Regions from separate parts of the Mus musculus genome. Here region 1 is linked to region 2. Evidence: chromatin contacts called from public HiChIP or PLAC-seq data. All regions are on one chromosome and are shown on one strand. The core of a region is the stretch at or near the end of the contact, and the rest is flanking DNA. Distances in the headings are between cores, read along the strand shown.

What was found. HiChIP or PLAC-seq counts read pairs in DNA pulled down with a chosen protein or histone mark.
Region 1: an H3K4me3 HiChIP or PLAC-seq map of pro-B cells shows a contact between it and region 2, with 5 times the contacts expected there. The contact joins the enhancer-like site here to the promoter of Mical1 in region 2. A contact is called at or near these places in 3 of 39 promoter capture datasets (HPC-7-derived erythroid cells, hippocampal neurons and liver), 1 of 484 Hi-C or Micro-C datasets (cortical neurons), 5 of 115 datasets of contacts at active chromatin or transcription factors (bone marrow-derived macrophages, embryonic forebrain, embryonic stem cells and 2 more) and 1 of 9 other capture datasets (liver).

The regions. Positions count from the first base shown.
Region 1 is chr10:42,293,489-42,298,114 of GRCm38.p6, reverse strand. No RefSeq gene overlaps it. Among named protein-coding and RNA genes, the nearest start is that of Foxo3, 19 kb to the right of the region's middle. Within about 2 kb of position 2,889, at least 45 of the 459 cell types and tissues checked have an H3K27ac peak or open chromatin away from gene starts, as enhancers often do. A contact at or near this core is called in bone marrow-derived macrophages and pro-B cells, where this site is marked.
Region 2 is chr10:41,474,122-41,478,655 of GRCm38.p6, reverse strand. It overlaps Mical1 (microtubule associated monooxygenase, calponin and LIM domain containing 1), which reads right to left and starts at 2,342. Exons shown (of 24, transcript NM_138315.2): 1 at 2,116-2,342; 2 at 342-646; 3 at 21-228. The coding sequence starts at 599. Gm51797 (a long non-coding RNA gene) reads left to right here and starts at 616. Exons shown (of 2, transcript XR_003948996.1): 1 at 616-982.

The sequences.
Region 1 (4,626 bases), core at 1,640-4,139, 820 kb before region 2:
CACCATGTGGTTGCTGGGAATTGAACTGAGGACCTCAGGAAGAGCATTTGGTGCTCTTAACTGCTGAGCCATCTCTCCATCACCCCAAAGTGGTCTTTAAAGAGGGAATGGTTAAAGCATAGTACATCCATGTTGTGGAATTACCCACTGATTGAGAGAAATGGGCTTATGGAAAAAGCACCATCCCTACTATACACTGAGATTTCACTTGTGTGACATTCTGGAAGTGTTAAGATTACAGAAATAGAGTTAGGTTTATAGTTGTTGGGGCAAGATGGGCCTGGCGTGCAGGAAGTGCAAAGGAACAGGAGGGCAGAGCTCTAAGCACTGACTGCTCTTCCAGAGGTTCTGAGTTCAATTCCCAGCAACCACATGGTGGCTCACAACCATCTATACTGGAATCTATATAGAATTTGTAGTGATTTGAATAAGATGCCCCTTCCACATACCTGCCCATGGGCTCACGTGTTTGAATATGTGGTCCCCAGTTGATGGCACTGTTGAGGATTCAGGGGTGTGGCTTTGCTAGAGGAGGTACATCACTGGGGGTGGGCTTTGAGAGCTTAAGAGATTTCTGCCATTCTCAGTTGTTACTCCCAGCTTCCCACTTGCAGCTTAAGAGGTGAGATCTCAGTTTGCCACTGCAGTCATTGTACTAGCTCCTAGCATGCTTCCCTGCCATGATGATGCGGGATTCTTGTTTTAAAAACAAAAACAAAAACAAAAACATTTTGCTCTGTTGACACCACAGATATTTATTAATTTATTTAACGTATGAGTCCTGTATCTGCATGTACACCTGCATACCAGAAGAGGGCACCAGATCTCATTACAGATGGCTGTGAGCCACCATGTGGTTCTAGGAGTTGAACCCCAGGACCTCTGGAAGAGCAGAGAGTGCTCTTAACCTCTGAACCATCTCTCCAGCCCAGTAATGGACTCTTTAAAAAAGTTTTTATTTATTTATTTTTTATGTATGAGTACACTGTAGACATACAGATGGTTGTGGGCCTTCATGTGGTTATTGGGAATTAAATTTAGGACATCTGCTCGCTGGAGTCAATCCCACTAGCTCTGGCCCTGTTCGCTCAGGTCCAAAGATTTATTTATTATTATAAATAGGTGCACTTTAGCTGTCTTTAGACACACCAGAAGAGGCATCAGATCTTATTAAAGATGGTTGTGAGCCACCATGTGGTTGCTGGGATTTGACTCAAGACCTTCAGAAGAGCAGTCAGTGCTCTTAACCACTGAGCCATCTCTCCAGCTCCCCCACCCCCAATGGACTTTTATCTATTAGGAACAGCAAACCCAAATGATCTGTCTTTCTTTAAGGTGCCATGGTAACAGTGTTTCAGCGGAGCAGCAGATAAGTAACTCAGATGGCACTGTTCAGTATGGGGGCCTAGCCAGTGTCAGCATCCCAGTGTAAAATGCTACCTTTCAGTGCCCCTAGGGGGGAAACTGGGAAAGTGCACAGACAACCTCTCTCCGAAGGTCGTCTTACCATTGCATGCTAATGAACACGTCTCAGAAGTTTAATTATAGCTGGTGGTAGTAGCACATGTCTTTAATCCCAGAAGTCTGTAGACAAAGGCAGGTGGATCTGAGTACGAGGCCAGCCTGGTCTATAGAGTCAGTTCTAGGATAGTCAGGGCTACACAGAGAAACCCTGTCTCAAAAAACCAAACAAAAGTTTAATTTAAAAAAGTAAATCTAAAACAAATGCTTTCTAAAAGTTATATTTGAAACAAAAATGGTTTAAGAAAGTTTTAAGCCTGGCATAGTGGCACTTGCCTTTAATCCCATCACCCCAGAGGCAGAGGCAGGAAGGGTCTCTGTGAGGCCAAGGCCAGCCTGGTCTATGTAGTGATTTCCACTCCAGCCAGGGCTACATAGTGCCATCCTGTCTCAAACTGTTGGGTCGGGTGATCAGGGAAGGAAGACAGTTTTGTAGGTGTGGACATCAGTTCATGTGAAGGAATTTTTGGTTGCACCACAGACAGATAAGGAGAGACTGAGTGTAGAAATGCTAGTTTGTTTTGAACAAAATCTCCTGTTAGGCAAGCTAGCCGGGAGCGCTTCTTTCTCTTGTCTCTGCCTCTCCAGTGCTGTTAGGACTACAGGTGTGCAGTACCATGCCGACCTCAGGCTTGGGATAATAGGCACAGCGCTGGGAAATTATCGAAGCCCTGGGTTTAAGCCCCAGCATCATAGAACTGAGCATTCGGGAGGTGGAGGCAGAAGGATCAAGTTCAAGGTCATCCTTCACTGCATAGCTAGTTCAGTACTGCTACTACTACTGCTGCTGCTGCTACTACTACTACTACTGCTACTACAATCAGTGTGAATTCCAAAGTGGATATTTCTGAGTGTGTTAGCTTGTACCTGTAACCTCAACACTCAGGGGAGTGAATCCAGAGGATTACTGAGAGTTCAAGGCCAGCTTAGGCTACATGATAAAACCCTGTCAATACACATATACATACATATATACACACATACATATACATTATGCATAAACACATACAAATATATACATATATACACACATACATACACACATATACAAACATACATATACATACATACATGCATACACACATACATAATATATACATACAGGCAGACATATACACACATACATATATTACGCATACACATACAGACATAATATACACACACACACACACACACACACACACATATATATATATATATACATGCATAATACATAATACATACACATAATACACACTCCTACATGAGTATTGATATGTAGAGTGGTGGGCAGTGAACCCCAGCAAGTCACTGGGCTGCCACAGCACTGTTTTTCTCTTCCCTGCCTTCATCTCCTTGTCTTTAGAGCAAGCTCGTCCTCCCAGCCACAAGATGGCAGGAGAAGATCAGAAATTCAAGCATAGTCTCTGCCTCTGATGAAACCTATCACAGTGCCCTGGCACCTAGTTAGAAAATACTTTTCTTTTCTTTCCTTTTCTCTCCTTTCCTTTTCTCTCTTTTCCTTTTCTCTCCTTTCCTTTTTCTCTCTTTTCCTTTCCTTTCCTTTCCTTTCCTTTCCCTTCCCTTCCTCTTCCTTTCTTTCTTTCTTTCTTTCTTTCTTCCTTCCTTCCTTCCTTCCTTCCTCCCTCCCTCTCTTCCTTCCTTCCTTCCTTCCTTCCTTCCTCCCTCCCTCCCTCTCTTCCTTCCTTCCTTCCTTCCTTCCTTCCTTCCTTCCTTCCTTCCTTCCTTCCTTTCTTCTCTAGTTTTCTTGGTAACAAGGTGCAGGCTAATGCAATCACACTTCCCAGTGTGATCTTGAAAGCTGCCAACAAGAAATGGGCACTGCGATTCTGTGCTCTTCTCCCTCTCTGCCTACAAAGTTGGGGCCCTGTTGTGGTCAGCCACACCGTGATAAAACCAGTGAGACTGAGCCCAGCAGATATAAGTGTTTCTAGAAAAGGGATGTCATGTGCCATGCTGCCTGTACCCATCATCTGCCACACATGCAGGTGTCTTGGATTCTTACTAGCAATAGACCTTGGGATGTGTGCCAAACATGTTTGGAATCCCAATGTCATTCCTAGTATGGTAAGCTAGTGTCCCCAGCTGGGTTACAAACATTCAGACAAAGCCAACCCTTGGCAGGTGCCAGTCAATTAAAATACTCATTTCCCCATGAGAAACACTGGAACCCAGGAAGTGTGGTTGAGATCTGAGTGGTTTCCACTGAGCCAGGCCCTCTTGGCCTCTCCCTGTTAGCTGGAAACAAGGCAGGATTGACCTAGAGGGCCTCGAGTTGTGGGTAAATAGAAGAAGCACTCGTTCATCTGAGGGAACCTTCATGGCATTGTGTGAAAATGATGGCTCCTTCATCCTGGTCCATTGGAAAGAATTTACCCCTCCTGAGTACGTCTGAGTGTCCCCATCAGGGCAGGTTAAGGGTCCTGTTTTAGAGGTGACTCATTGTACTAGAAGTTGCTGAGAAGCAGCTGCCTCTGGCCAGTCAGCCAACCAGCTGTGTGTGGGTGGGTGTGTGGGCTCGGGTAAGGTCACCCTCCCCAACGCACTTGTACTGTGGTTTCTTGGTGTCTTGAGCAATGTAATGGAACTGTATGTTTGAGCCTTCCTCAGAGGTCTTTCTGTTCCCTTCTGCCCCTCCCAGAGCTTCCTGGGTAGTGGCCAAGAGGTAGAAAACCAAAGGAGTAAGGCTTACCAGGACGGACACTAGAGATAAGGAGGTCAAGTGCTCAGTTGTTCTGGGGGTCACAGTGCTCCAGGGGCAACTGTGGTGCTCTCTCCGGTGGAGCAGAAAAGCCTGGATAGCAGTCTGAGCTGTGTCTGTGAGAGAGGCTTCTGGAATGGTCATCTTGAGCAAGCCTGGTGGTTTACAAGAAAGGGACTTAAGAGCGAAAGTGGAGACTTGCCTCTGGTATAATGCTTTGGAGTGCGCAAGGCATGTTCTGAAAGCTGCAATCACATGCAGGCACCCGCCGCTGCTTGGCAGCACAGACTGGTGGCCCTGCTGTGTGGCTGAATGCACACAGACATAACCCCTATGTTGGCCATTTTGCAAAGATCCAGGGGAGAGGTGGGGGCAGTGGCACTTGGCAGCAGCAAGGGTAGGGA
Region 2 (4,534 bases), core at 1,093-3,592:
GGCCAACATGAAGTTCTTACTGATATGGTCCAGGGTGCCAGTACAGAAGCGCCCGTAGAACTTCTTGGCCCCAAGTGCCCGAAGGTCATGGATGGTGAAGGGCCAGAGATGGAGCACATTGTGCCTAGAGAACTTGATACGCTTTTCCACAAGTACCACTCGGGCACCTAACAGTGCCAACTCCACAGCAGCCCGAAGTCCGCAAGGCCCGGCACCTACCACGAGACACTGCAAGCACACACACACACCGGGGTGGGGGGTGGGGGTGGGGGGGTATGTAGCATCCTGTCTCCTTCTGTCTCCCCTGATGCTCACACCACTCCCAGACTCTACATATCTACCTTGGTGTTGGTACAGGCCTGGCCTTGCTGGTACACAGGCTGGCTCGCTCTCTTGTCCAACTTGGCCCACAGTGACTTGGCACTCCAGTAGTTGAGCTGGGCCTTGATCTTGTGGTACTGGGACAATCCCCCACCAGACTCCACTCCCAGGGCTCTACAGAGCCCCTGAAAGCTACTCAGTACATCCTGGCACAGCTGTGCCTGCACAAAGGTCTCAAAGTGGTCATGTGCTGGGTTGGTGGAGGCGGGTGATGCCATGTAGGGCCCCTGTTGACAGCAGGAGCAGCTGGGAGAAAACCCAGTGTCTGTGGGAAAAAAAAGAGAAGGCAAGATTGGAGGGAGGGAAAAGAAAGGGGGAGGAGCCAGCAGCGCAGGCCGTTGTCACAAGGGAGCTCAGGGTCCACCTCTGATTGGTTCTGCTTCCAGTCCACTCCCAGGCCATGATCCACACCCCCGACCCCTTCTGAGACAGCAGCTATCTCTTATAAAGTGAAATTCGCCAAATTTAGAAATGAAAACACAGTAGTCCTGGGCACAAGGATGCTAAGGGAGCCTCCTGTCGACCAGTGTCATGGCAGCTTTCATATGCGATCTCCGAGGCCCAGGGGACAAGAAATTGTAGTGGGCGTTCCCTAGGACCTGTAAGTAGGACACGGGGGAGTTTCTCAGCGGGCTGCCAGGGGTGGGGTGGGGGCGGAGGTTTCCCTTCTTGTAGACAGCAGGAACTAACACCCCAGTTCAACTGCGGCTGCCTCACAGACACACACCCATTTCTTCCTAAGTCTCTGTTCGCCAGCGCCCTTTGGCGAACTTAGTGCCACGCTGGTTGTAGGATGTGCCTCTCCCCAAAGGCAAAGTTCTTTTCCACGTGCTTGCCTCCTGACAAGGGGCAACACTGCCTGTGTAGATTCCACTTCTCAGCCACCCAAACTACCCTCACAAATAGCCTGAGAATGTTGTGACTGTTGTCTGCATGACAGACCTTCTGACTCACTGTGGTCAAAACACTTCCCCTGAGAAGAGATTGCGTCGCTGCTCCAACGGGCTGTGGGAAGGAGTGGGGTTAGCAACCCCTTCCGCAGACCCTCACATCTAATCGACCCCTAGCCTCACTCCCACGGCGTTCCTCTGTGCTCTCCCAGGAATCTCTGGAGACAAGGCCTCTCTTTGTACCCCTTTCCTTCCCTCCAGCCCACACGCAGCTTAAGGGCTCTTGGAGGGCTTTCTCACGCTGCCACCGGAAGAGATGAAGAGTATGGGGGGATGGGTTGCTCTCGGTGGGAGAGGCAACTAGGTGGTGGGGTGGGGGGGTTGTGGGCCGATCTATCATCCCCCAGCAGCCCCTTCATTGCCCGCGTAGTAGGAGGAGGCAAAGGTTGCCCTAGGGGGTCACTAGGACAAGAGTGGATAGATCTTCAGAAAGGACAGGAGTCCCTCTTGGAAGTGGGAGACTGGGGGTTGGAGCGACCTCTGCTAAAGGAAATAAAAGAGGTACCCAGACTGGAAACAAGCACAAAGGATGTGCCATTGGTGGAGCGTCTAAAGGGATGGAGAGCTGGACCTTGAGCAGCGGGGGTGAGAGCTCCCAATACTCTAGACAGCAAAATCTGCACAAAGGCGCTCATCTGGGTAGGGCCGGCAAGAGGACCCGCCAAACCAGCCAGGCGTGGCTCCCTACCCCATTTCCCCGGAAGCGCTCCCCACCCCCTTCCTTATCCTCACCCCCAGCCCAGCGAGCAGGAGGACGCACAGCAGGCATCGCTGGATTACTTACCAGCGTTTCTGGGGCTGGAAGAGCCGCTTCCTGTCGGAAGGGTGTCCCAGGCCTAGGGGCAGAGGAAGGGGTGGCGCAGGGAAAGCAAGAGATGCCTGGTGGCAGAAACCGGGGAGTTCCAAAGAGTTTGGACCGCAGCGCCAGCGCAGAGCACAGAGGAAGACTTACTCCGAACCTCCGTACTCCGCAGTCCTCCTCTGGGGACAGCCTGGGTCCCGCCCACGCCTGCCGGGTGGTGCTGTAGGGCGTGGTTCTGCCTACACCAGGGGCTGCTGGGGGCCTCCAAACGGTCTGGCCAGGCAGGGACAGGGAGAGCAGAGACTTGAGTGACCGTGCCTGAGTCCGCCCCGGTGGTACCCACGCTGTAGGCCACTTCCAAGAGCTGGCCGAGCGGGCGCAGGCCTCCGGCAAGAAGTTTATTGAAGCTGCAAGAACCGAGAGTGGCGCCAGATGTCTGAGCTCTCTTCACCTCTCCCACCGATAAATTCACACCCCTGGCGCCACAGGCGATCCAGTTGCGGGGGTCCATCTCTCCTGGGACAGGTCGGCTGGCTCCCAGGCTCAGGCTAAAGACAAAGCTTAAAGTCCTGGTCCACATCTTTCAACCAGGTACACACACAACCAGGTGTGTGTGTGTGTGTGTGTTTTCAACTAAGAAAAACAGGATGGTAAGGGTATGTGGGAGAGGATAAAACTTCAATGTGCAGAACTAAAGTCAAGACTCAGACAATGCTAGGGAACTTTGGAATCAAATTCTTAGTATTTCCTGTTAAGAAATTGTAGCATGAAAGGAATTGTTCAAAATCAAGCAGCTTTAAAGTTAATAAAACAGCAGTTCTCATTTATTGCATGAGCATTAACAAAACCTATTTTACTGAAATGTCAATGAGGCTTCATGACTGCACATGTTCACCAGCCAGTGGCATGGATGCTATCAGCCCCAGGCCTTTCTGGATCCCAACCTACCACTGTTAAACCACGGGACTGAAATAAGGTTTGACATCATGAGGAAGTAAAATCGCTACCCCAGAAGTGCTTAACCTAGGAAAAAATGGCTACATCTCTCTTCTTGAGGTCCAGGGACCAACAAAAGCCAAGGTCCAGTGGCTATCTTTTTGGGTTTGTGTTTGAATAAATCATTTTGCATTTTGTCCAGATATACTGGGGTACCCAGTAAGTCCTGAGCTCTAAACACACACAGCTGCAGCTGATAAGAAGGCAGAGAGAGAAGCAAGAGGAAATGCCAGCCCTCTGCCAGGAGAGGCCAACAATCCAGCCAGGCCACACACTTTGGAAGCCAGGAAGCCTTTGAGCTGGGCCCACTTGTGTTCCTGAGAGTGACATCATTTTGCTTGGAACAAATTTGCAGAATGTCATACACACCCATACTTAAACACACAGTGTAAAAAATGTTCTAAAAAGCCCAGTAGAGATGGGCTTCCGGCTTTCAGGATCATGCCTCTCCCTTTTATTAGCAGATGGACTACAGCAACTTACTGTGTCTTGTTTACAAAGACCCAGGTTCCCCCAGAGACTTTCAGTTGTAGCCAAACAGGGTTGTGTGGCTCTATGAGCAACAAATTTAAAGGCTGTGAAGGCTGCCTTTTAAAAGGATCACAGAACGAGTTCCTCAGCTCTTAAAAACCTGCTGATTTCCAGCTTTCCTTGCTGCTAGTTAAAGACCCACCTTAGAGCCACAGAGCTTCAGGACTCCAGAAGGTCTGTCTGTCTGTCTGTCTGTCTCTCTGTCAGATTTCTGTACCAGGCCTACTGTGTCTCAAAGTCACCACCAGCACACACACCTCAGTCTCCTGGTCTCTAAATGGAAGCATTTTGAATGACCCAACTTCCTTAGCTAGTTTCAGGTCTGGGGCCTTTTTATTCCGTGTTGCCGATTCTCAGAAATGTACAGAGTAAAACAAGCATTTTTTCCCTTATTAGGATCTTGAGTTATGACCCGAAGTTGTGTATTTATGTGAGCTAAAAGTAGTTGGCCTAGTCATACTGACTATAGTTCATGTTGGATTAAATAAAATAAATGTCCCACACATGAAAATTCAATTTTCAAAGAGCCCCATTCTAATGGGTTTGGAAAACATTACACTAGCAGCCGCTTAGTTTAAAGTCTCGAGGCACTAAGGACAGGATCCTCTTTGTGTGTGTGTGTGTGTGTGTGTGTGTGTGTGTGTGTGTGTGTGTGTCTCAGACCAAGTTCTGTCTTTCTGCAAAGCTATTTTTATTTCCTTATCTTACCTCCTAACCTCTGATCTCCTGGGCGTAGGGCCAGAAAAGAAACTTTCTAATACCACAGAAGACATCTGTCTGTAAGTCAGTCTATGATATGGTCTTGAATCTGAAGCTCAGAACCTTCAGCTCTGATGGGCCTGGCCTAGAGTCAGTACAACCCAGAAAGCCACAG